Regions from separate parts of the Sus scrofa genome. Here region 2 is linked to region 1. Evidence: chromatin contacts called from public Hi-C data. All regions are on one chromosome and are shown on one strand. The core of a region is the stretch at or near the end of the contact, and the rest is flanking DNA. Distances in the headings are between cores, read along the strand shown. Region 1 holds the start of ZNF658 (zinc finger protein 658). Region 2 holds the start of MFSD14B (major facilitator superfamily domain containing 14B).

Region 1 (3,316 bases), core at 427-2,926:
TTGAAAAAAATAAAACCTTTTTTTGGCCACTCTGTGGCATATGGAAGTTCCTCAGCCAGGGATCAAACCCCACTCCATAGCAGCGACCCAAGCCACTGCAGTGGTAATGCAGGATCCTTAACCTTGTACACCACAAGAGGACTCCCACATGCAAAAATAAATAAATGTAGACACAAACCTTATACTTCTCATAAATATTAACTCAAAATGGATAATAGGAGTTCCCACTGTGGCACAGTGGGTTAAGAATCTGACTGCAGCGGCTTGGGTCACTGCAAAGTCGCAGGTTTGATCCCTAGCCCCATGCAGCAGGTTAAAGGATCTGGCATTGCAGCAGCTGTGGTGTAGGTCGAAGCTGTGGCTCAGATTCAATTCCTGGCCCAGGAACTTCCATATGCCATGGGTGTGGCCATTTAAAAAAATAAAAGGATCATAAACTTAAAATGCAAACCTTATAAGACTTCTAGAAAATAACACGCTTCTAGAGAATGTCTAAGTGACCTCGAGTTTAGCAATGAGTTTTTAGATAACATCAAAAGCACAATCCATGAATGAACAAAGATGATCAGTTGAATCCATCAAAGTTAAAAACTTCTGCTCTATGAAAATGAAAAGGGCAGAGACTGAGAGAAAATATTTGCAAAAGACAAACCTACCAAAGAAGTTTTATCTAAAATACATAAATCGCTATTAAAATTTAACATCTTCAAAAAGGAATATACACTGATGGCAAATAGGAATATAAAAAGAACCCCAGTATCAGGTGTTATTACAGAATTGCAAATTATGAGATATCATTCCACTTCTGGAATGAACAAAATCCAAATCACTGACAACACCTACAGCTATGAGGATGGGGAGCAAGAGAACTTTCATTCATTGCTGGTGAGAATGCAAAATGATACACCCACTTTTGGGTGATAGATTGGGAGTGTTATAAAGCTGAACATAATCTCCACCATACAAGCCAGGTTAGTAATTGATCACAGTTATAAATTGATAACACTTTCCTTATTCGGGGTTGTATGTATTTTCAAGTATTACTTGTGTAATTTTGAATAGCTAGCTTACTCCCTCCCTCTCCCTCTCCTGTTCACAAAATTTACCCTTTTATGTAATACTGCTTCCATCTTGTAGTTTTTTTCTATTTCACAGTGGAATTCATAACAGTTGTACCTTCACTTCTCTTGGCAGCTGTGTTTTAAAAGGAACACTTCTTGAGTGGCCATAAACCCTCCCTAACCCTCCTCCACCACCTCCCCACCCCCACCTGCACGTCTTCTCCTGAATGTTAAAAAGAAATTCAAACATTCGGAAAAACAGAAATAGTAAAACAAGCATCATATACACCTATTACACGACTTAACAATTCTTAACCTACTGCCATATTTGCTTCCTCAAACTGTTCTGCTTAATTTTTAAAAAGTAAATTCCACCGGAGTTCCTATTGTGACTCAGCAGGTTAAGAACACGGACTAGTATCCACGAGGATGTGGGCTCCATCCCTGGATTCGCTCAGTGTTGCCCTGAGAGCTGCATAGGTGGCAGATGCCGCCCACCTCCCGCCTGGCTGTGCATGGGCGGCTGATTAGACCCTAGCCTGGGAACTTACATGTGCCACAGATGCGACCCTAAAAATGGAAAAAAAAAAAGTAAATTATAAATACATGATTTCATAACTGCAAATATTTCAGTATGTAGCTTTAAAAAATAAGATCAATTTCCTATATCGTCCGAATATTATGGCACTATCCAAAATAATGGTAATTTTCCTTAGTAATTCTTAAATCTAGTCCATATTCGTGTTTCCCAAATTGCTGTCTCTGGCTCTGTTATTTTTTTCCAACCAAGATCTGATGGAAAAAAATACTTTGCAATATGTTATATCATAACTTTTAAGTCTGAACCCATTCCTGAGAAGAGTCGCCAGCGATCAGGTCCAACTTCAAGACTTCTAGCTTTCTAACTTTACCTCCTACGGTCTCAAGGATTTATGGGAAATGTAGTCTTGAATATTGCCCGCCCGCCGCTCAGCACTCCGGGAAAGGGTCCTCGGAGCTCATTCTGCGCATGGGAACATCGAGCCCCTCCTACTCCCCTCCGCCTCCTGGGACTGAAAAAGAGATCTCGGCCATTTGGGGTCGGTGCTGGAGCCGAGGCTGCTATCCGGAGGTGAGAGCCCCGGGATCTGGCTCTACGCGGCGTGGGGTCCTGCTAGGTCAGGTAGCTTGTGTCCGGGGAACCGGAGCAGGAAATCCCGGGACCCTCCGGGCGGGCCAGTCCCTCTCCCAGACCCCTAGTCCGGGCAGGTCCTGCCCCGCCTGCTCCAAGGGCGCAGGTAGGGCCGAAGCCTTGTCCCGAGGAGATGTATTTGGTGCCGGCCCGGTGCAAGGATCGCAAGCAACAGGAGAAGAATGCACCTTATAACGTTCACCATGAACATGTGCAGTTTTTCTGAGAATTAAAAAAGGTGTCTTCTGCAAAACATTTTGTCAAGTGATTGTAATCATCACTGTGTAAGCTTCTATCATAAGACTTTTTTCCCTTTGGTATTTCCCTTAACCCTCATAGCAGGTCTGCTTGTCTTTATAAACATGCCATTTTTTTTTTTTAAAGTGAAAGTAATTTCATGTGGGCGGAATGATATATCCCGGGACACAAGCTGGAGGGTGAGAAGTAGGATGCAAATACGAATAGATTTTTCTTTGTATCTCTTGCTCTTCCTAATATCCTCCCTGCCCCGACTCAGAATTGCAACCTTTGGAGATCATGGCAGCCTGTCCCCAAATTCCAGAGACATGATTGTAAAATGCATGCTGACAGAATCTTGCCATGTGGGAAATATATACTGGGGTTTGTGGATTCTCTCCAGAGCTCCTGGACAGAGCTGTAGTGAAACGGCCAGGCCATCTCGATTTTCAAAACACAGTCTGATCATCTAATGCAGTGCTGGCCAATAGAAAGATAAAGCAAAATTAATTAAAAATTTTTTAGTAGCCACAGTAAAAAGAAGAAAAGGTGAGGTTAATTTCACTAATATATTTAATTCAGTACAGCCAAAATATTATTTTGACCTGGGCCACTAATCTACACTTCAGGTGTAGAAGTCCAATGCAGCTAATGGCAACATACTGGTCAGTACATTTCTTGTGAATTCCCCAAACGTCAAATTTGGAGTGTTAGATGAAGGTTTCAAATAAAGTGAATTTGTTTCTCTGGCCCCTCTGGAGCAAAGTAGCTCTTTTAAGGCAGGAAGAGGGAGTCTCAAGAACAACTGCTACTTTGAAGAACAGCTCTTCTGACACACACCTCATCA
Region 2 (3,114 bases), core at 347-2,846, 71 kb before region 1:
GCTGGGACCTTTGGGAGGTAAATAGGCTTAGATGAGGTCAGGAGAGCTTGCTCTTTTGCTCATGTGAGGACACAGTGAGGCAGCCATCTGCAAGCTAGGAAGAAAGATCTCATCAGAATCTGACCTGCTGATGCTGAGCTCAGACTGCCAGTCTCCAGAACTGTAAGAAATTTCTGTTGTTTAAGCCATCCAGTCGATGTTATTTCATTATTGCACCCCGAGCTACCTGATACCAGCGCAAGGCATGGAAGGGACCTAAGCCAATAGATACACTATAGGAAAGCAAATAAATCCTTAGGCTTGTAAAGACCTGTTTGCAACAATAACAGTATAAGATGCAAGTCAATAGTGAAATGACTGGACTCATTCCCTTCACCAATTAAGTCCACTTGGGTCTCTTTAAGAAAGAGGAAGACATCTCAGTGGTTAATGAATCCGACTAGGAACCATGAGGTTTCAGGTTCGATCCCTGGGTTAAGGATCCGGAGCTGCCGTGAGCTGTGGTGTAGGTCACAGACATGGCTCGGATCCCCGTTGCTGTGGCTCTGGTGTAGTCCGGCGGCCACAGCTCCGATTAGACCCCTAGCTGGGAAGGAACCTCCATATGCTGCAGAAGTGGTCCTAGAAATGGCAAAAAGACAAAAAAAAAAAAAAAAAAAAAAAAAAAAAAAAAAAAAAGGAGGAAGACATAAGTTCTTAAGAATTTCAAAGTATTTTACTTCTTTCAAGGAGGCACTGAATGCTTAAACACCTAAGAGGAAAAAACATTCTGACCATTTTTGTACCCCACATTTGCGGAGCAGGTCGTATCTGTTACATTAGCTCTTTAGCCAAGCTGCTTTACTTTTGAAGTATTTGCAGAATAGGTTGCGGTATCCACAAAGTCCTTTTCGGACTTTTTTTTATGGAGCCATGATTAGTGTTAGTTGATTTCGGGTACATCAGCACCTTAGCCAAACAAGATCTGACACTTTTGTTCATATTCACCGCGTTCGTACCATCAAGCAGCTCTGGAGTGGAACAGGGATCTCTGTGTTTCCTAAGACTGTCCGTCCCATGAATCCCACAGTCCAGGTGAAGCTCTTCATCGGCTTCTGTTTAGATTTGGAAGAGGAACAGAACATTCCAAAAAAAAAGTGTCAGGTACAGCGCATATGACACTTCCCTAATTCCGGATTCCAGCCCTGAGGGCTCTGTTTTCTGTCAGAACGTGCCATCTCTAGGCCAAACCAAGATCAGAAATGCAATCTCTACAAGAAGAAATCCCTGCATTCAAAGCTCCCAATTCGCCAGCCCCGGTACCGTCCCAGCGAAAAGAAAATACAATTGCGGGCCCTGGGCAGTGACGCACTTCCGGCGCGCTGCGGAGTCCCGACGCCTAGGCGGCCCGGGAGACCTGGAGGCGGGCCCTGAAGTGGGAGGGGGGCTCCTGGAGGCTTTGGGCGCTGGCTGTGAGCTTGTGGCGGGAGCAGAGATCTCGGGCGGGGCCGCTTCCCCCGGAGCGAACCAGTAGGGAAGCGGGGGCGGGGCCGGGCCGGCGCGGGGCCTCCTGACTTCCCCAGGGCGGTCGCTGACGCGCCTGGCAGCTCCCTGAATCGCTTTCGGTGCGGGAGCTGTGGCGACTGGCCCCTGCAGCTGCCCTCCTCGCTTCTCCTCCTCTGAGGCTCCGACCTCGGCAGCCCTTACGGCCCTTGGCGTCTCCACTGGCGCCACCGTCAGACCCGCGGGCCGCGGTGCCCATGAGAACGCGGGCCCCGCCGCCGCCTTTGCGGCGTCTCCGTAGTCCCGAAGCGCCCCGAGCCGGCGGGGGCATGGACGCGGCATGAACGCGGAGCCGCCACCCGAGCCACAGAAGACGGCGGCGTCGGAGCCCGAGGTGGGAGCCATGCCGGAGAAGCGCGCGGGTGCGCGGTCCCCTGGCGGCAGCACGGTGAGCGCGGGCACGGAGTCGCACCGCATTGCTTAGCCCGAAGCCCAGAGTCAGGGGAGGTGGGGCGGGGTGGCGGCCGGAGTCCTGGGACGCCTCGGGCGGGGCGGGGCGGGGGCCTGGGTACCCTGGAGGTGAGGAGACGCTGACCTGTCTCGGCTCTGGGCAGGAGCTCTGGTTCTTGGAAAGCCTGTCCTTTTCCCGAGTCAGGTAGCCGATTTCAACACTACTAGGCTTTCTTAGCGCTGCTCATCGTTAGACAGAAATTTAGGCGACTTAGTTATTGTTTCAAAAGACACACGACGTGGGATCGTGAATATAAGTAATCTGATTCTTTTAGAATCCTCTCTAGGTGTGACAGTAGATAGTATTTTCATGGTGCACTTCTGGCTTGAGCCTACCTAGAAGATAGGTAGAGAGCCTTTAGAACCGTCCTTGGGCCCTGGACCGGGAAGTTGGGCAGCGCCTTCCTGTTCCTTCATGGTTCCCTAGGCGGTCGCAGAAGCAGTTGGTGAGCAGGATTTCAGAGGAAAGCTGAGGATCCCAGGGCTCGGCTGAGGAGCGTGTTGAGGGAGGCCAATCTCTTTTTTTCTAATTTCACGTGAGATTCAGATGCTTCCGAAGCACTGGTTTAATTGGCCTGGATTCGGCGTAACAGGCTTTGTCAGTGGCGCTTTGGTGTATGCATATGCATAAGTCTGTCGTTTCTTAAAGATTTTTTTTTTTTTTTTTGGCCTGGTAAGGACAGGAAATATAAAAACGTTACAGTGAATAGAAACTAATGTCAGGGAGACTTTTTTATGGAAAAATAGAAATTTTAGGAAAATTATGTGCAATCGGCTTCAAATTTTATGTATTGTTTAGCTTATGTATTTTAATTTGCTTTTAAAAATGCTAAATGATGTTAAAGACCCCCTCCTGCCCAAGGGACTTCTTTTTTTCTTTTTTTTCCGGCTTTGCCAGTGGCCTGTCGACGTTTCCAGGCCAGAAATTGAATCCACAGCAGTGACAATGCTAGATGCTTAACCCTGGGCCAGCAGGGAACTCCCAAGTGACTTCATATTTTTTGGGGAACAAAAAAACATTAGGGGTTCCTTATTTCAAAGATACGACTTCTGGAAAGTGGGGAGGTTTTTTTTTGGTACGTGGAGGGAAATTCTATAGAATTAGTTTTTCTCGGTTTTTTG

The links. Hi-C and Micro-C count contacts between places; a contact is called where the count stands out from the background.
Region 2: a Hi-C map of skeletal muscle shows a contact between it and region 1, with 3 times the contacts expected there. The contact joins the promoter of MFSD14B here to the promoter of ZNF658 in region 1. A contact is called at or near these places in 1 of 5 promoter capture datasets (liver), 5 of 47 Hi-C or Micro-C datasets (heart right ventricle, liver and skeletal muscle) and 2 of 2 datasets of contacts at active chromatin or transcription factors (alveolar macrophages and skeletal muscle).

The regions. Positions count from the first base shown.
Region 1 is chr10:38,816,819-38,820,134 of Sscrofa11.1, reverse strand. ZNF658 (zinc finger protein 658) reads left to right here and starts at 1,676. Exons shown (of 5, transcript XM_021064707.1): 1 at 1,676-2,172.
Region 2 is chr10:38,887,885-38,890,998 of Sscrofa11.1, reverse strand. MFSD14B (major facilitator superfamily domain containing 14B) reads left to right here and starts at 1,596. Exons shown (of 12, transcript NM_001243400.1): 1 at 1,596-1,930. The coding sequence starts at 1,823.